Linked DNA regions of Macaca mulatta: region 1 is linked to region 2. The links are chromatin contacts, called in public Hi-C maps. All regions are on one chromosome and are shown on one strand. The core of a region is the stretch at or near the end of the contact, and the rest is flanking DNA. Distances in the headings are between cores, read along the strand shown.

Region 1 (3,970 bases), core at 401-2,900, 120 kb before region 2:
CACCTCAGAGGCATAGGAAGTGATGGGCAAAGGGACACAGAGTCACACAAACAGAACACTAAAGCCAGTAGACACAAAACACGCCAGGGGACAAGAGGCGTCTCGAGGAAATTGAACCAGGGGAACTACATGCGGCCTTACCCTTCTTGAACTCCTCCAGCATGGCATCCAACTTGGTGTCATGGAAGACAAAGTGCACTGGGTGGTTGTAGAAGCGAGTGATAGTCTTGAGCGGGGTGCAGTCATCAGGGTCCACAAAGGCCAAGTCTTTGACGTAGAGAATATCTACGATATTGGACTGCTCATCTTCAAACACCGGGATGCGGGTATAGCCGCTTTCCATAATCTCTGACATGGTGTTGAAGTCCAGGATGGCATCGCTGCGGATCATGAAGCAGTCCTGGAGCTGGGTCATGATATCCTCTACGGTTTTGGTGCGGAGTTCCAGGGCACCCTGGATCATATTGAGCTCCTCTTTCACGAGGTCATTATACGGCTCCGTCACCTTCAACATCTCCATCAGCTTCTCCCGGTTGTAAACAGTGCGAATCTCCTGGCCCAGAAAAAAGTCCAGGAGCTTGCTGATGGGAAAACTGAGGGGGAAGGTGAGCAGCATAAAGAATTTGGTGAGAATGATGGTGTTGGCACCCACAGCCAGCCCGTGTCGGGAGCACAGGGCCTGAGGTAGGATCTCCCCAAAGATGACAATGCCAATGGTGGAGGAGGCCACCGCCATGAGGCCGGACCCGATGAGGTTGTCTAGAAGGATGGTGAGGGAGGTGTTGACCAGCACGTTCCCCAGGAGCAACGAACAGAGAAGGTAGTTGCCCTTGCGCCGGATGGGCTCAATCTTGCGGGCATAGCGCCTCTCCTTCTCGGTGCCACAGTTCTGCACGATGCGCAGCTCCATGGGGTCCAGGGCCATAAGCCCGAGGTTGAGGCCAGAAAATATGCCCGACAGCACCAGCAGCACCGTAATGAGGAGGATGTGCAGCCAGAGAGGCAGGAACCTCCCAGGCTCCTCCACCATGAAGAGCAGTGAGTCCTTGTCCGTCCACTTCAGCCAGGGCCCGTCGGGCTGGGCCCGGGTGCACAGTGCATACAGCTTCATGTTCTCGCTCCTCCGGAGGAACTTGGTGAGCACCACCAGCACGCCGGACGTGTTCCCGCGGCTCACGTTGACCAGCTGCTGGACAACCAGGTCCTTGGTGAGCTCGAGACAGCTGGTGGACTTGTGGAGGGTCTCGGCATCGTCCACCTCGGTGAAGGAGATCAGGTTACCGGAGATGTTGCCCAGGCTGTAGCCGTACAGCCTCAGGTTCACGGTGCTGCCCTCGGACACGAAGATGATGCCATCCGGGTTCGTCCCACACGACTTGTTGCAGCTCGCCAGCCTCATGCCCACGATCGCGCCCTGCTGGGGGCTGCCCTGGCCCCGGGCCCCCCGCGCCCACAGCAGCACCAGCAGCACCGGCGCCGCCAGGAGGAGGCGCCCGCGGGCCGGCCCGTCGCCCGGGCGCCCGCCCCCGCCCACCGGCGCCATGTTGCTCTGGCTCTGCCGCCGCCGCCGCTCCCCGCGCCACGCCGCGCGGCCCCGCTTCGCACCGCCGCTCCGGCCGCTCCGGCCGCTCCGCTGCCGCCGAGCCAACTGCCCGGGCCGCGAGCCTGACGTCAGGTCAGCGCCCCGGCCGCCACGCCCCGCCTGCCCACGCCCCTCATTTGCATTGGAGGCTCCGCCCCCGGGGCTCGCTGCTCCAGCCCCTGCCCTTAAGGGGGTCCAGACGCTTAAGGTGGAACAGCTCCGAAGCGCGAGAGCCGCGGGCGGGGACAGGCCCAGTGCTCCGCCTCCGCGCCCTTCCCCGCCTTTCTCTGCCCGTGGGGTCGGCTCTCCTTCTCCGGGACCTGGTCTCCTCGCCACGCCGTTCCTGTTCCTCGGCCTCGCCCGGCCGCTCGTGCGAGGCTCCTTTTCCGTCCCGGCAGCCTGCAGCTGGGGGTGGCCCGCTCTGCAGGCAGGGCGAGAAAAGTGCTTTTCCTGATGTAGAAAAAGAAAAAGGGAACCTGAGGGCTTAGGCTGGCATTGCAGCCTGCCCCTGGGGACTTTTCTGGCCTCCTCGCTGCTGAGATTTTTGCTGACCTTGTCCCAAGGCCAGAAGTAGTTTCCCCCAGCCCCAGCCGTAGCCCCAGCCCGACGATGCTTCCATCAACCAGTGGCTGCCAGATGTGGAAGGCAAATCTGGGGAACTAAGGTTATAGAAGGGCCAGGCTCTGGCCTAGACTTGTCTCCTGTCGCTTCCATTTAGGCTTGGATATTTATTGAACATCTACTTCGTACCGGCACTTGTTCTAGGCTCTGACAATAGAGCAGTGAACAAACCGAAGTAGCTGCCCATTGGGTTTACAGTCTAGAACAGAAAACAGGAGATAAACAAGTAAACACATATATTCATTAAATTCCCCCCACAACCCTCAGAGTTAGTAGAATTATTTCCATTTAGAGATGTAGAAATTGAGCCGAGACACAAATCCTGGTCCCTCCAGATTGTCATCTCCCAGCCCATTTCCCCATCTGTAAATGCGGGTAAGAATGATAGAGCATTACTTCGCTAAGCTTGCGGGAACCGTGGACCTAGACATTGAACACGACAGGACAGCTCTTTAGAATATTCTTTGGCTAGGTAGTAGTTGTGGCTACCTGCCTTCCAGGACCAAACTCCTAACCCCAAATTGTGGTGATTGATCAGCTGGGCAGCTGCCTGTGGACATGAGCAGGCAGGCGCGGCAGTGGGCCTATCCCTGAAGTGACTGCTTCTTGAATGGCCCCACCCCTGTGTCAGTAGGGTGTATGAGGAAGACCGCAGCTGCCCACCCTGTGAGGGGGAAGGAGACAGACAGATAACATCCTTACAATAATTGCAGAGGTGCACAGAGAAGATCAGGTACTGGGTTGACCACCAGGTCTCACAGCAAATCTTTTCCCAGTACTGAAGACACAGAACCCACTTTACTCTCTTCCCGCACTGACACTTGTGTTTATTTTCATTTTGGTATAATGTTTGCTAATAAAAGCAACAATCACTACCAAACGGAAGGAGCCTAAACAGAAAGGAACAATCATACAATGTTTTGGGAGGAGGTGTGGTAGCAGAGTGGCCCGGACTCAAGAAAGCCATGTTAGCAGGGGTAGAGGATTCTGTAACTAGGCCCGCCGGGAGAAGTCTGTTGCAAGTAGGGTCCCACTCATAGCGGATACTTTGTAGCCAGTGCCCAGCAGGCCAGTTTTTTCAAGGAATAGGAGCCGTGGAATGGGCACTGGCTGAGACAGAACAAAAGCAGAACCTTGACTGCCTGTTCCTTCCCTGTCTCCACCAATCAGGAAGAGCCACCTGAATTGCTTCAAAGCAAGCCCAGCTCTCCTCATCTCCTAGTGAACTGTAACACCAGCGCCCTGCTCCACCCCTACCCCCACCTCCCATACTTAAAACTTTCCCATTCTATTATCAATTGGCTATTTTTTCCCTTTTTCTTAAGATTTTATTTTTTTCTCTATTATTTTTTTTTCTGCTTAAGTACGAATTGGCTCTTTTTATTTTACCCTTCTCAGGCTGTCTACACTCAGAAGCTCTGTTCATATGCACTGAGTCTAATGACAGAAGCCAATAAAGAAAAGGAAAAATAAGTTTTTTAGATACTTAGGTTAAATGTGGGAATACCAGCTTGGGCAATATAGCGAAAATTCATTTCGACTAAAAGTTTAAAAAATAAAAAATTAGCTTGGCATGGTAGTGCACACCTGTAGTCCCAGGACTTTGGGAGGCCAAGGTGGACAGATCACCTGAGGTCAGGAGTTCAAGACCAGCCTGGCCAACATGACGAAACCCCTTCTCTACTAAAATTACAAAATTAGCCAGGTGAGGTGATGCACGCCTGTAATCCCAGCTACCCGGGAGGCTGAGGCGGGAGAATCACTTGA
Region 2 (3,971 bases), core at 760-3,259:
AAAGGAGTACAAAGTGTCAAACATAAACATACAATCAGAAGAATCTGTGGGTGAACCCAGGGTTCTGAGTTTTAGGCATCTTTGTGAGAGATATTTCTGGAATGAGAAAGATGGTGCCCATGAGTTGGTGGGGAAGATGGCTCAGAATCAGAGAAGAACTGGCAACCCCTCGCCTGGCTAACTGGAGAATTAGTCAAGCAGGGCAAATTCATCCTGAACTCGCACCGCCCCTCTTGAAACCTGCAGACTGAGGACATCAGCATGTATGACCCTGTGAGCCCAGAGTCCCAAATGTTCAATCTCTGAATATTGCTGTGTTCAACAAGCCTAGTTTCACAGAACAACAGCATAACATAAAATAAAGAAATTTCATTCTTCACTCACATCTCCTGTAGGAACTACTGTGTCCTCTTTTCTCTTGGTCTGGGTTTTCTCCCTACCAACTGTCCCTGTAAAACCTATTTGCCTGTATCCACCGTCCTGTATCTCCACCTACATACTTTCACCCTTTTTTCGTTTTTCTTTCTTTCTTTCGAGATGGCACTTCTTGATCTGTTGGCCAGGCTGGAGTGCAGTGGTGTGATCTTGGCTCACTGCAACCTCCGCCTCCCAGGTTCAAGCGATTCTTCCGCCTCAGTCTCTCAAGTAGCTGGGATTACAGGCACCTGCCACCACGCCCAGCTAGTTTTTATATTTTAATAGAGACGGGGTTTCACTGTGTTGACCAGGCTTGTCTCGAACTCCTGACCTCCAGTGATCTGCCCACCTCAGCCTCCCAAAGTGCTGGGATTACAACCGTGAGCCACCATGCCCCATCCTTTCACCCTTTATTCTTTTCTTTCCTTTTAGCTGCCAGATCTTTGATATCTAAATATACCTAACATCTCTCTCATTTTCTCTCACAAATTCTTTCATCCTTTTCTTTCCCTTCCTTCTTGGGGTTCTATTCTCTTAACTAAAAAAAAAAAAAAAAAAAAAAAAAAAATGGAGATAGTAAAACTTGCTTCATCTACAAAAAAAAAATGGAGATGATAAAATTTGCTTCATCTACCTCTGGAATTGCTGTGAGCAGCAGACATCATTGTACATATGAAAAGGCTTTGTCAGCTGGGTGCCATGGCTCACACCTGTAATCTCAGCACTTTGGGAGGCCCAGGTGGGTGGATCCCTGAGGTCAGGAGTTCGAGACCAGCCTGACCAATATGGTGAAACCCCGTGTCCACCAAAATGACAATAATTAGCCGGGTGTGGTGGCATGCGCTTGTAGTCCCAGCTACTTCGGAGGCTGAGGCAGGGGAATTGCTTGAACCTGGGAGGCAGAGGTTGCAGTGAGCCAAGATCACACCACTGCACTCTAGCCTGGGTAACAGAGTGACAGTCTGTCTCAAAAAAAAAACAAAAAAAAAAAACGCTTTGTCAGTTGTAAAGCTCATGCAAACGGAACTAATATGATCAAGCAGTTATTACTAGAAGTTATACTAAGGGCTATACACATATTATCTTTTTAAACCCCCATATCAATCTGAGGAAGCAGGGACTTTCTCTTTAAGCCTTAGTTTACGGCGCAGCTCTAGGTCATGGAAGAAGGTCCAGAAGCACTCGTCCTCTCTTTTTTCCATATCCATTCCCTAGCAAAAGTAGGAGGCAGAGAAGTCATAATCAAACGACAGCAATAAGTTTTGAGAGAGCTGGGCAATGTCTACTTCACTTTGTGTTATACAGGGCATCTTTTACGTAGTACGGTGCCCTACACCTCTTTTTTCACTGAATGCATGTTGCCTCTGGGGGCTTCTCTCTCCCATGTGGACTCAAGGAGGCTCTCACCTCTGAAGTCGATGGACATGCAGGGCCTGGGTAGTGGAGCTAGCGGTGGGTCAATCTTGGCCGACTGCACAACAAGCCGCAGCATCTCGGAGACCTACTCTCTTCCCTCGTTCCCTCCGCAGTGCCACAGCTTCCTTTTTGGAGCTCCTCAGTCCGAGGCTCTTCCCAGGGATCCTGGGGTGAGTGGAGCCCCACTTCCTGTCTGTTGCTTGGCAACAGAGAGGATGTCACAAAGGTGGGCGGTTCTCGGTTCTGGTGAGGAATTAATGGGAAAGAGGGGGGAAGAGGAACAGTATGGGTGTCACCCAGTATAGGTGACTGGGCCTGTAGAAACAAAATCATCTGGCTGCTTTCACCTCCTCTTTTCTCTTTTCTCCTATTCTGCTTTTTTTTTTTTTTTTTTTTTTTTTGAGATGGAGTCTTGCTCTTGTTGCCCAGGCTGGAGTGCAATGGTGCGATTTCAGCTCACCACAACCTCTGCCTCCCGAGTTCAAGCGATTCTCCTGCCTCAGCCTCCCGAGTGGCTGGGACTACACGCATGCGCCACCACACCCAGCTAATTTTGTAATTTTAGTAGAGATGGGGTTTCTCTATGTTGGTCAGGTTGGTCTGGAATTCTCGAACTCAGGTGATCTGCCCGCCCCGGCCTCCCATACTGCTGGGATTACAGGCGTGAGCCACCAAGTCTGGCCCTTTTTTTTTTTTTTTCCCACCCCACACCTGCCCTCCTTGCTGTCCTTTTGATTTCAAGGTCAGACGTAAGGTTGATGTTTTCTCCTTGTACAAGCAAGTTGTCTGGAGTGAATCATTGCCAAAGTCACACAATTTAGATGAGAAAATAAGAAAACAGTGAAGCGACCTGAGAAAAGGGATAGGAAAATCAAGGACTATTTCTGTGAGGTCTCAGCGAAAGTTCTTCTTAACGTGGAAGCCTCCTTTTTACTAAGAAAAACCTAAGTTTACATATGAGACCCTCTTTGACAAAAGGAAATTAGCTTTTGAATGAATGAGCTCCTATGGAAGGTCGAGGAAGCCCATGCAGTTTTGAAGTGGCTGTCTTTATGGCTGTCAGAGCCTCTGAGCATTAAGGTGGAGCTGGGGCATTTACTGTTATTCTCCACAGCAAGGTTTTTTAGGTTTTAGGGTTGAACGTTGTATAAATTACATCTTATTTAATAGTTAGAAGGAAAACTAATGAATATCTAAAAGCTGGGAGCAGTGGCTCATGCCTGTAATCCCAGCACTTTAGGAGGCCGAGGTGGGTGGATCACGAGGTCAGGAGATGGAGACCATCCTGGCTAACACAGTGAAACCCTGTCTCTCCTAAAAATACAAAAAAATTATCCGGGCGTGGTGGCACACGCCTGTAGTCTCAGCTACTCGGGAGGCTGAGGCAGGAGAATCGCTTGAACCCTGGAGGCGGAGGTTGCAGTGAGCCGAGATCACGCCACTGCACTCCAGCCTGGCCGACAGAGAGAGACCCCGTCTCAACAACAACAACAACAAAACAAAACAAAACAAAAAATCAAACTCATTAATAAGCCAAGAAACGGGATAAGATACCATTTATCACCTCTTAAATTGGCAAAGAATGAATCTCGGCTCGGCGATCTCGGCTCACCGATCTCTGCCTCCCGGGTTTAAGTGATTCTCCTACCTCAGCCTCCCGAGTAGCTGGGATTACAGGCATGGGCCACCACACGTGGCTAATTTTTGCATTTTTAGTAGAGACAGGGTTTCGCCATTTTGGCCAGGCTGGTCTTGAACTCCTGAACTTGTGATCCATCCGCCTCAGCCTCCCAAAGTGCTGGGATTACAGGTGTGAGCCACCACACCTGGCCATTTTTAAAAATTTAATTAATTAATTTTTTTAAAAAAATAGAAACGAAGTCTGACTGTTCTGTGCAGGCTGGTCTTGAACTCTTGGTCTCAAGCGATCCTCCCACCTGGGCCTCCCAACGTGCTGGGATGATAGGCATGAGCCACAGCTCCCGGGTGAGATTTATCATCTTGAACCATGACTCTTGCTCTCTCAGTCAGTCAACCAAATAACCAATTATTGATCAGTCATCATTTGAACAATTACCTATGTCCTGGGCTCTATGTTCTCTGGAGGATACAAAGGTTAATTTCCCTGACTTTGAGGA

The links. A called contact is a pair of places that touch in the nucleus more often than the background predicts.
Region 1: a Hi-C map of liver shows a contact between it and region 2, with 2.7 times the contacts expected there. The contact joins the promoter of CNNM4 here to the promoter of FER1L5 in region 2. A contact is called at or near these places in 4 of 14 Hi-C or Micro-C datasets (CD4 T cells, blood, fetal cortex germinal zone and 1 more).

The regions. Positions count from the first base shown.
Region 1 is chr13:5,416,497-5,420,466 of T2T-MMU8v2.0, reverse strand. It overlaps CNNM4 (cyclin and CBS domain divalent metal cation transport mediator 4), which reads right to left and starts at 1,650. Exons shown (of 7, transcript NM_001356559.2): 1 at 142-1,650. The coding sequence starts at 1,543.
Region 2 is chr13:5,294,862-5,298,832 of T2T-MMU8v2.0, reverse strand. It overlaps FER1L5 (fer-1 like family member 5), which reads right to left and starts at 2,009. Exons shown (of 52, transcript XM_028832154.2): 1 at 1,825-2,009. The coding sequence starts at 1,909.